Regions from separate parts of the Sus scrofa genome. Here region 1 is linked to region 2. The links are chromatin contacts, called in public Hi-C maps. All regions are on one chromosome and are shown on one strand. The core of a region is the stretch at or near the end of the contact, and the rest is flanking DNA. Distances in the headings are between cores, read along the strand shown.

What was found. Hi-C and Micro-C count contacts between places; a contact is called where the count stands out from the background.
Region 1: a contact with region 2 is called in a Hi-C map of liver, with 3 times the contacts expected there. The contact joins the promoter of SPPL2B here to the promoter of AP3D1 in region 2. A contact is called at or near these places in 1 of 47 Hi-C or Micro-C datasets (liver) and 1 of 2 datasets of contacts at active chromatin or transcription factors (alveolar macrophages).

What each region holds. Positions count from the first base shown.
Region 1 is chr2:76,243,421-76,249,572 of Sscrofa11.1, forward strand. It overlaps SPPL2B (signal peptide peptidase-like 2B), which reads right to left and starts at 3,647. Exons shown (of 15, transcript XM_003123025.5): 1 at 3,547-3,647. The coding sequence starts at 3,606. LSM7 (U6 snRNA-associated Sm-like protein LSm7) reads left to right here and starts at 3,590. Exons shown (of 4, transcript XM_003123024.4): 1 at 3,590-3,751; 2 at 3,844-3,934. The coding sequence starts at 3,605.
Region 2 is chr2:76,424,936-76,430,655 of Sscrofa11.1, forward strand. AP3D1 (AP-3 complex subunit delta-1) reads left to right here and starts at 3,508. Exons shown (of 32, transcript XM_021084197.1): 1 at 3,508-3,861. The coding sequence starts at 3,766.

The sequences.
Region 1 (6,152 bases), core at 2,397-4,896, 180 kb before region 2:
GGTTTGGCCCCTGGAGAGAGACGTCGACCATGCCCGTCAGAAGCACTGCTCACTCCAGATGTGCTGGGGAGGAAATCCGGTCAGCTGCCTGGGCCCTGTGGCTGTTCATGTGACTCCCTTCCTGTCGTCCCCTTCCTGTCCAACCTCATTCCCTCGACCTGAGGCAGAACTAGGATCTCCCTCTTCCAGGTTCTCCCCACCAGACTGCCCCCTTGTTCTGTGCCTGGACCTGTGCCCCTTCTAATGGCTCATACCCGCTCAGAGCCCCGCCCCCACCCCAGGCCACTTCAGGGAGTCTGTGACCCCTCAAACCCAGGGGGAATCCAGCCCACCTTCTATATTCATCAATAAAGTTTTATTGGAACACAGCAGCCTAGTTCCGGCATGCAGGGCTTACAGATGCTCTCAGCTGCAATTGCAGAGCTGCAGAGTTCTAACAGAGGCCAGGTGGCCCGAAAGCTGAAAATGCTGTCTGACCCTTTGGAAAACATCTGCTGCCCCCTGACCTAGGGGACCTGAGTTGCTGGTGAAAACTGTCCTTTATATACAATGGGAATGGATAGAAAAAAAATGTTTAAGGTCTTTTAAAAGCACAAGAGCAGGAGTTCCCACTGTAGCACAATAGGATTGGGATCAGCAGCGTCTCTGGAGCGCTGGGATGCAGATTCAATTCCCAGCCTGGCACAGTGGGTTAAGGATCCAGCAGTTGCAGTGTAGGTCACAGCTGTGGCTCGGATCTGATTCCCTGGGCCAGGAACTCCATACGCTGCACACAGGGTGACCAAAAAATAAAAAAAATAAAAGCACAAGCACACACTTCCCAGATTCCTCCCCCAATGTGCACAACTGGCTTTCCGTTAAGAAATAAACCTGGGCTTGAATCAAATACCAGAAACCACATTGTCAATGTGAATTTGGTCTCCTCCCCAAAGTTAAGCGCTGGGAGAAGTTCTTCAAAAGGGCACCGGGATGTGAGTACCCTGCCTTCCAGTGTGGCCCATCCCAGTTTGGAAAACCAAGAACAGCTGGGACTATGGAAGACAGGCCACTTCCCAACACATCACAATCATAAAGTGAGTTCAGGAGCCTCTAGGGAAATTATGCTTCATGATGATGGTGAAAGCATCCACGTCAGAGGGCTTTGGGAGAAGCTCAAGGGTCCAGGTTGGGCGCAGCCTTCCTAAGACTTGGTGGGTTCTAGGAGGGGAAAATTAGGTCCTGGGATGCTTAGAGAAAGATGTTCAGGTGAAGGAAAGTGGGAGAGGGTTAAGGGGCAAGTGGAAAGGGTTAGGGGGAAGGGGCAGGCGGAGGCGGGCAGTGGAGGGGAGAAGGGGCAGGTTAGGGGGAAAGTGTATGGGTAAAGGGCCAGGTGGAGTGGGGCAATGGCAGGGGCAGAGACAGCACCAATGTTGGGTCAGATCTGCTTAGTAACAGGCCCCACATAGGCCTTTATGTACATGCCTTATAGTAACTGGGGAGTGTGTGTTTGTCTAGTTGAGGAGGTGCAACCCCTCGCCCAGGGTCACAGAATGGTAGGGAGTGGGTTTAGGGCTGTGAGCAAGCAGCCTCCTGTCAGTGGAAAGCTGGTCTTCCTCTTGAGCGCCATGAAGAACCAGGCCCAGGGAGGGTTCTGTTCCGGAAAGCAATGGCCCAAGAGCTCCTCCCTCTCTCCAACACTCTTCTTGGCTCCCCACACTCAGGATGAAGTTCAGTCAGCTGAGAATAAAGTCCAAACACCTCATCACGTGGGCCTCCAGCATGCAGCTCTGACCTGTCCAGCCCACTCCCTGGACCCCAGCCTGGGAGGGCCACAGGCTCCATCTGCCCTTTACCCTCGGCCTGGAGCCACTCCCCTGACGTTCCCTCCCTGGCCTCCCTGCCAGTGCACCTGAGCCTCCACTGGGATGACACCATTCTCAGGTGGAACCACTGTACTGAAAATACACCAGTTAGAGCGGAGCCACAGCTTCCCCAAATAAAGCTCTCACGCTTCTGCCTGGCCCTGCTCACATCACCTGCAACACCCTCCATCTGCTCTCCTGACCTAGCAAACTCCTACTCGTCCTTCAGAACACCCTGCAGGCACCGCTGCTCCTGAAAAGCATTCCCAGGCCAATTGCATCCCTCATTCTGTGGTGTTTCCATGACCCTCCCCCTGCTTCTAGCTTTGCACTCCTTTGGAATACCCAGACAGCTCAAGGTCCCTGCCTCGAGTTGCTGAGACAGCTGAGGAAAATGAGTGAACAGGGCTCAGGGAAGTACAGGGGGCTGGCAAAGCAGCTAGGGGGGCGTCCCAGAGAGCCTGAGAGGGAGGGGCAATGAAGCTGAGGCTAAGTGTATGACCAGGCAATTCATACACAACCCTACATACAGAACCCTCCCTGGGCCTGGTTCTTCATGGCGCTCAAGAGGAAGACCAGCTCTCCACTGACAGGAGGCTGCTTGCTCACAGCCCTAAACCCACTCCCTACCATTCTGTGACCCTGGGCGAAAGAGAGAAGTGCAGGGAGCCTTCAATACACTAGAGCTGGAAAGGGGAAGCTTCCTGACAGCCAGATCACAGGGGCTTCACGAATGCACCAGGAAGCTGCCAGAAGGCTCTCCTCTGGGCACAAGACATGACACACTTTGAGAAAGATCGCTCCTGCAGTGTTGAGAATGAACCGGGGGTGCAGAGAACAAAAGTGGCCACAGAGGAAAGCCATCTGCCTGGAGCAGAGGTGGAGGGGCTGGAGCAGGCTAATGACCCAGTTTTGGGAGCTGTTGGGGGCCACCACTGCCTAAGCTGTGGAACCTGAGAGAGGGGGAGGATTTGGTAATAAAAGATGCACTTATGACAATGTATATCAGCCACCTCGTGGTAGTTCCCCCCACTAGCACCTGGAGACCCTTAACGTTAAATGACAGAGAAGTAGCATGCTGCGCGTTCATGATCCCATATATCATCTCGCTGACTCTATACTGTACACTTATCTTCCTTTTGCAGACAAGGAACTGATACTCAAAGCGGGGAACTCCCTTGCCAAGGTCATGCGAGCAAAAGATGCGGCGGCGATTCGACCCCACTTCGGGGCTGGGCTCCCGGCTGCGTCCCAACACCGCCAGACCCTGGGTGCCGCGCTGGACAGTTTACCACAACCACGGTCGAGGCAGATAGCGTCGCACTCAAGGAGAAACTGAGGCTCGGAGAGGGGTAGCTCCCAGACCAAAGTCACGAAGCTAGAGGGGCGTCTCTGGCGGCGGTTGGAGACCCCGGGGTGGACAAGCGGGGCTCGGGGCAGGAGAGGGGGAACCCCCCCTTAAGACTCCGGCGGGGCCTGGTGACGCTGCGGCTGGGAAGGGCTTCCAGGCAGGGAAGGCAGACGCGCCGGGGACAGTCCGGCAAGGTCACTGCCGGCCCCGAGCCCGCGGGCCGACCGCGTAGGGGGCACGGACACCCTAGGTTGACCCCCAGGCCAGGCCGAGCGGACCCCTATGCGGGGTCGGGGGGCCAAGGAGTAATGGCACCGCGGATGGCGAGGCCGCCAGGGTCGGCGCCGCCCTCACCTGGGCTGCGAGGAGAACGAAGGCCGCCGCGAGCCGAGCCAGCGATGCCACCGCCGCCATGTCGCCCGGTCCCCGCCGCAGGCGTCGGCAGATGTTTCCCAGCAACGCCTTGGCGCCCCGCGCTGCGCAGGCGCCAGGCGTCCGCCGCGCATGTGCAGGGGGCAGAGGCCAAAGGGCGCGGCGCGGCGGCGGCGGCAAGATGGCGGTGAGCGTGCGGCGCGGCTGGCTTGGCTGGAGGGGCTGGCGGGGCAGAATCTGGCCGCGCTTCCCCCCTCACGCAATGTGCTTTCCTCGCAGGACAAAGAGAAGAAAAAGAAGGAAAGCATCTTGGACCTGTCCAAGTACATCGACAAGACTATTCGGGTGAAGTTCCAGGGAGGCCGCGAAGGTGAGGCCCCGCCCCCTGCCTCCCCCCCCCACTCTCCCCCTCTTAAGGTCCACACGGGGTAACGGGCAGCGGTACTGATGACGAATACCTGGGCGGCGCTTTAATCGTTTAGTTCGGAGAACTCGTGCCGGCTTGCAAAAGGCGCCGGGAGGTAGGAACGATTACGGCCCTGTTGCAGGTGGGGAAACTGAGGCACGGGAAAAGGCCCCAAACTAACCCAAAACCCAGTGGCTGGGATTCACTGCTCTGCCTGCTGTGGTTCTTTCTCACCCAGGTGGCTGCCCCAGCTCCTCACCGTGCTCCTGCACCAGGGTTTCTCAGGCTCGGCACTGCTGACATTGGGGCAGCAGTGTTCTCTGTGGAGGTTTGTCCTGGGCGTTGTAGAGTGTGAAACAGCATCTCTGATTCCCACCCACTTGATGCCAGGAGCCCCCCATTCGTGACGACCACAGACCTCCCAGACATGGCCCACTGTCCCTTGGGGGACAGAACTGACCCGGTTGAGAACCATGGCCCTATGGTCAATTTTTATGAAGCCACCAGAGGGATCTGTTATAAAGAAATCCCATCTCCTTGTTCACGGTTGTTCCAGGGTAAAGGAGGAACCTTTTGCTCCAGAGTAATGCTGGGAGTTCTCAACCGCCACAGGGCTGTAAAGATACTTGTTTTCTCTGTCTTGAGCACCTTTACCAGGTTAACTGGCTACCAAGTTAACTTGGTCATTTCCCCACTGGCAGCTCAATACCATTGCTCTGGGAAGCTTTCCCTGACTCCCCAGCCCAGGTCAGGCCTCTTTGTTATGAGCTTCTACTAGTACCTGTCACACAGTTTGCAGCTTTCTGCTGTTATTGTGAGGCTTTAACTCTGCGTCTCCTACTGGAATCTGGTAAGGAGACTGCAGGGTCATGCGGGCAGTGCCGTCCATGGCAGAGCCCTCTTGTCCACTCAGCTGCTGTGGAACTTTGGGCAAGGCACTATCTTTTCTGAGCCTCAGTCTCTTCCTTTGTCAGAGGCTATTATTGACTCCGCCCACCTCAGCAGTGGGGATTAAAGAGTTCAAGGCAGGTAAAGTGTTAACAGGGTTCCCGATGGAGGTTCCCAGGCTAGGTGTCTAATCGGAGCTGTAGCCGCCGCTTATGCCAGAACCACAGCAACTCGGGATCCGAGCCGTGTCTGCGACCTACACCACAGCTCACGGCAACACCAGATCCTTAACCCACTGAGCAAGGCCAGGGATCAAACCTGCAACCTCATGGTTCCTAGTCAGATTTGCTAACCACTCAGCCACGATAGGAAGTCCCTGACAGATAATTCAAGGTCAACATTTCACTTATTCAGCTTCCTCTGATCTTCAGTTTCTTAAACAGTGCTCCAGATCCCTCCTTCCCTGAGCTGTGGACAGTTGAGTAGCATCAGAATGGCTAAAAGCACAGTCAGTGCCTGCCAGTCGAGGTACCTGGCACAGTGAGGATTTGAACATGCTAGTACCATCCTAGCTCTGAAACATAGGAGATAGGTCTCGTCTCGGGGTGCTTATGTTTGCAACGCTGCGGAGCAAACGGCCACCAGTTAGCTGCTTAAACAACACACGTTTTTATCTCAACAGTGTGCGTGGTTTCTATACTCTGGGTGCCTCAGGTCGCTGACAAGGTGGCCATAAAAGAGTGTCTCTGGGAGCTTGTCATCTGAGACCCAGTTCCTCCTGCCTGCCCACTGGTTGTTGGACTCAGGTCCCCGTATTCTGGCTAAAGTGGGCCAGAGACCCTTTTGGCTCTTGGAGGCTGCCTGCTGCCCTTGCCATGGGCTCTGTCCATCGCCTAGCAGTTTGCTTCTTCAAAGCCAGCAGGAAAATCTCTTTTGTCCAGAAAGTGCCCATTCCTTTAGTAGCTCACCTTTCAGGTTGGGCCTACCCAGCATAGCCTCCCTTTAGGTTCACTGAAAGTCAGCCGACTCTTGAACCTTAATTACAGCTGCGAAGCCTTCTGTCTCTGTCACATGACCACAGAGTGATGTCCCATCGTTGCTCCTGTTCCACACTGAGGGGAGGGGGTTCCCAGGCGTGTTCTCGGGGTGAGGGAATGCCGGTTCTGTCTCAGAATCCTGCCCGCCTGCCACAGTGCACCCGTCCCCTTGAGGGGGGCAGACCCACAGGTGTGGGCTCCCGGCCCCCAGGCCAAGTGCCCGAATGCATTGTCCACTCTCCATAACCCCATGAAGT
Region 2 (5,720 bases), core at 2,258-4,757:
TTCCTTTATAGCTTGTTGTACAGTGTCCTGTCAATTTTCTACTGTAAGCAAGGTGACCCAGTCACACATACGTGTATACATTCTTTTTTCTCACATTATCATGTTCCATCATAAGTGATTAGATACAGTTCCCAGAAATCTTCCCTTTCTTATATTATCTTCCATCATGGTCTTTTTTTTTTCCTTATCTCTGGTTTCCGTACTTTAATTTATAATGTGCCTGGTTGTGCTTTCTCTGTGTTTATCTCCCCTGGAGTCTACTGAGCTTTCTTTTTCTTTTTCTTTTTTACAGTAATACCGGAAATATATATCACTACTACGATGTAAATATTTTTCCATATAAACAAAATTTGTGTGAAACAGATATTTTCTCTACAAAAGAACCTGATTCTCAGAAGTGCATAAATATACCTCTGATATCATTTTTTAAATTACTCAATGAATTTTACTACATTTATAATTGTACTGAGCTTTTTTTTTCCCCCTGATTTTTTAGGGCCTCACCTGTGGCATGTGGAAGTTTCCAGGCTAGGGGTCAAATCAGAGCTATAGCTGCCGGCCTACGCCATAGCCACAGCAACCTGGGATCCGAGCCATGTCTGTGACCTACATCACAGCTCATGGCAATGCTGGATCCTTAACCCACTGAGCAAGGCTAGGAATTGAACCTGTATTCTCATGGATACTAGTTGGGCTTGTTATTGCTGAGCCACAATAGGAATTCCTCCACTGAGGTTTTTAGATAGTTTTGAAATATATATATATATATTTCAAATATTATATATATATATATATAATTTGGAAAATTTTTGGCCATTAATTCATTTGTTTCCACAGAACCACACCAGGAGCTCATCATTTTAGATACTTTTCATTTTAGGGCCGCACCTAAGGCATATTGAAGTTCCCAAACTAGGTGTTGACCTTGCACCACAGCAGTAATCAGAACCACAGCAGTGACCATGCCAAATCCTTAACCCACTGAGTCACCAGGGAACTCCCTGTGTATATTCTTTTGTGTTTGGCTTATTATGTTCATATTGTATCTGTGTAATTCATCTATTTTGTTCTGTGTATTAGTAATTTTTCATTTTCATTGTTGCACAGTATTCCACAGTTTGACTATACCACAAGTTATATATCCATTTTTTCTTGATGGACATTTGGATCATTTTGAGTTTTTGGCTAATATAAATACAGTTACTTTGACTATCCTTGATCAGGTCCTTTGGTGGATGTGTTTATGCATTCTTTTGGGAACAGTAGTAGAATTTCTGTGTCAGAGGGAACAGGTATATTAGCTTTAAAAGATACAGCCAGACAGGCTTCTGTTGTAACTGTATAGTTTTACATTTCTACCTCAAGTGTAAGACAGGAGAGTTCCAGTAGCTCCACATCCCTGCAACACTTAATATCCTCAGTCTTTTTTGTTTTGTTTTGTTTTGTTTTTTTGTATTTTGTCTTTTTAGGGCCGTACCTGCGGCATAGGGAGGTTCCCAGGCTAGGTAGGGGTTGAATCGGAGTTGTACCTGCCCACCTATACCACAGCCAAAGCAATGCAGGATCCAAGCCTCATCTCTGACCTACGCCACAGCTCACGGCAACACTGGATCCTTAACCTACTGAGTGAGGCCAGGGATCGAACCTGCGTCCTCATGGATACTAGTTAGTTTCCTTAACCACTGAGCCACTACTGGAACTCTTCAGTCTTTCTAAATTTAGCTATTCTTCCAGAGTCCAGAACTATATCAGTGTGGTTTAAATTTACACTTTCTTGATGATTGAGGTAGATGGCCACTTGGATGTCTTCTTTTGCGATATGCTTTATTCATAAATTTTTGCTGTGTGTGCCATATTTTTATTTATTTATTTATTTATTTACTTATTTATTTATTTTATTTTTTTGTCTTTTTGTTGTTGTTGTTGTTGCTATTTCTTGGGCCTCTCCCACGGCATATAGAGGTTCCCAGGCTAGGGGTTGAATCGGAGCTGTAGCCACCGGCCTACGCCAGAGCCACAGCAACGCGGGATCTGAGCCGCGTCTGCAACCTACACACAGCTCACGGCAACGCCGGATCGTTAACCCACTGAGCAAGGGCAGGGACTGAACCCGTAACCTCATGGTTCCTAGTCGGATTCGTTAACCACTGTGCCACGACGGGAACTCCCCATATTTTAACTGAATTGTCTTTTTCTTTTTGGTGTTTTTTTTGTTTTGTTTTTTGTTTTTGCTTTTTAGGGCTGCACCCATGGCATATGGAAGTTCCCAGGCTATGGGTTAAATCAGAGCTCTGTCTGCCCACCTATACCACAGCCACAACAATGTGGGATCTGAGCTGTGTCTGTGATCTTCACTGCATCTCATGGCAGTGCCAGGTCCTTAAGCCACTGACCAAGGCCAGGGATTGAACCTACATCCTCATGATTACTAATCAGATTCGTTTCCACTGTGCCACAATGAGAACACCTCTTTTCGTTTTGTAGGAATTTTTTGTTTGGTTCTGCTTTATTTTCTGTTCAGGTATATTGTGGATATAAATCCTTTGGCAGATACATGTGTTGCTAATATCTCATTACAGTTTGTGGCTCGCTTTTACTCTCTTAGTGGTGGATCCTGGTGGGCAGGAACCACTTGTATCTCATTCACTTGGGAGGGAGGCCTGGCATAAAGTAGGTGCTCAATAAGTTTTCCTTGAATGGGGGAGTTCTCCCTGTGGTGCAGTGGGTTAAAAATCCCCCATTGTCTGAGGCAGCGCGGGTTAGATCCCTGCCCGTAGCAGTAGGTTAAGAATTCAGTGTTTATCACAAGGCTGTAAATCAACTATATTTCAATAAAACTTTTTAAAATGAAGGAAAACAAAAAAACCGAGTTGTTGCAGCTGCAGCTCAGATTGGATTCCTGGCCAGGGAACTTCCATATGCCCTTGGTGCTGCGGGAAAAAGAAAAAAAACTTCTTGAGTGAATAACTGGATTGAAGTCCTAGCTCTGGTCCTCAGCTTCTCCAGGTGGGCATGTTAATCCCTGTCTGCCCATATGATAGGATTTTGTGAGACGTTCTGGAGACAGAGTCGAATTTGGAGGTTCTCAGACAGTGTCAGCTTTTACAATCAGAAAGGGCGGAGCTGGATCCTTCTCCAGGAACCTGCCTGGGAAACTCCACGTGGGCGCCCCGCCCATAGCAGGCTCCACCCACAGCTGGGCTCTCTTACGCCTGTCACTTAGCTGAGGGGCGGGGCAGAGAGGGCACGCCAAGGGGGCGTGGTTACAACCTTGAACGGGGAAGTAGGTGGAGCTAATGATGTCACTGACCAATGAGAGGGAAGAGTCTTGAGCCGTAGAGAGCAAGGCCGAAGGGCCCTGTGATCGTTGTCTGCGTTTCCATTGGGCGGCTTGGCGTTGTTAGGGAAACGCAGTAAGTTGAAGGGGAGGGGTTTCTAGGGAGGCGGGGCTCCCGGGGGCGGGCCGCCGGGACTCTGCTAGGGCCGTCAGCTGACCGGCCGCCATCTTGTCCGCCATTTGCAAGCGGCTCGGCGCGGAGCCGGAGGGAAAGGGAGCGCGGCCTGCCCAGCGGGTCGTCGCCGCCGCCGCCCCCGCCCCCGCCCCCGCCACCCCGCCGACCGCCGCCGACCTGGCCTGAGAACCCGCCCCACCGCGGCGGCCGGCAGCGCAGCGCTCCACGGGCGGCAGGCGAGGCCCCCTTGCCCCTTCAGGGCACCCGGCCGCGCGTCTCCCAAGTCTCGAGCCCGGCGGTGGCCGCCGCCGCGATGGCTCTCAAGATGGTCAAGGGCAGCATCGACCGTATGTTCGACAAGAATCTGCAGGACCTGGTGCGCGGCATCCGGAACCATAAGGAGGACGAGGTGAGCCCGGCGCGCTGAACCTGGCCGGGCTTCTTGCCCTGACCCCAACCCCGTTCGATCCCGAATCGGTCCTACCCGGCAGGACCCAGACAGAGGCCCCGCTCCTGGCTTGAGCCCCGCCTGCCTATCCGCCCTGGATTTACGCACGCTCCGTCCGCGAGCCTCAGTTTACCCGCTCGGCGGTGGGGGCCCGCCTCCTCCTCCCCGAGGGTAGCCCCGGAAGAGGCTTGGCAGTGTCGTCACACACACCCAGTGCCACTGGCCCAGCGGCGGCTCTCCCGTCTTGAGCATGTTTCTGGATTTCTTGTTCAAAGTGCAGGACCCCCACCCCACCCCAGGTCTTGGGCTCCTGTTTAGGGGACCTTGTCCGTAGGTCGCCCCCAGAGGGAACCCCTTATGGGATTAACGCAAGTCCAGATCGCTCCCTGGTGCCCGGCTTGGAACTGGGCCTAGCCTCCTGGGCCGGTATTCCCACCCCGCCCCTGGAAGATGGCCAGGCCGCCACTCTTGGGGGCAACGATGGGGGGACAGCGGAAGCCCTAGGCCAAAATAAGGAAACCCCTCAGGGGTCCTGCAAGGGAGAAGCCGACTTCAAGTAGAAACTCCACAGCCAGGAAGGAAAACGCTTTCCAGAAATCATAGTACAATCGTGGGCACCATTTTCATCTCTCCCCCATCCCCCCAACCTGTGACCTAGATTTAGGAGGAATTGGGCGAGTTAGTGACCACCGGGCTGCTGGCTTCCAAGGAAGAAGGCCCAAGCCTACAGTTACGCAGTGGGACAGGGAAGAAAGTCCCCCTTTCCCTGCTGGAGGGAGAGGCTGCCCTAAGGAGAGCAGCTGTATGATCTTGTGCCGATCCTAGTGCCAGAGGCCGCCTAGCCCTCCTCACAATGGCGCCGGGCAAGCCCAGCATTACAGAGAGGAAGGTGCAGAGAAGTTAAGGAATTTGCCAGGAGGCACCAAGGGCCCTAGGCTCCAGCTCTGTTCTTCTGCTAGGAGCCTGAGTTCCTGCCTCTTTGTTACACTTTTTCAGAACGGGTGTGACCTCGCTGACATGTAACTAGGTTTTTTTAGCTCATTTCCGGCACCCCTTCTCTTCTCTGGGTTCGTTTGGGATTAGCAGCATGTTGGAAGCTGTGGTCAGTTGTGCTGGTAACAAGTGTATTTGACCCTGGTCTGATTTCAGTTTCGTTGTGAGTTGAGAGAGTGGCTGGTTGGGCTGCATTTCAGGTGCTGAGCATGGCTAAGCTAATTTGGAAGGTGCTTGTACCCCTAGGTTCCTTTCCGCACTGAGTGCCCTCCAGCCTCTCCCCTCCTTTGGTGGAGATTTTGAAGCAGTCGTTTCCCTGGGTTCTGAGGCTCAGGGGCCTTTCTGATGGAGGAGTTCACACTCCAGTTAGGATGTCTGGATTTAGGGGTGTGTGCCCATCATCAGTGGCAGCATCCTCGCTATGCTTTCTTCATTTGGAACTGATGAAAATTGATGACTGTTGGCCTGTTAGTGATTCCCAGCAGGATGTGGTTTCAGGGACCAAGGTTTCCTTATTAGAAGGAAGTTGGTATGGATTCCAGGTATTAGGAAGGACTCTTCTAGCTGCCCAATCTCTTTAAGATGGATGCTTCCCTTTGGCCCTGCTATGCCCCCCCAGGGAAGACTTCTGGTAGTAGTACAGTTTTCTCTCAAAGTTAATTGTATTTATTTTTTTGGCCATACCCACGGCATGTACAGGTTCCTGGGCCAGGGATCAAACCCATGCCACAGCTATAGCATGGCCTGATCCTTAACCTGCTGCACAGGGAACTTCCCAGGGGTTTTGTGGTTTTCTTTTTTTTTCTTTATTTTATTTTTAGCACTAC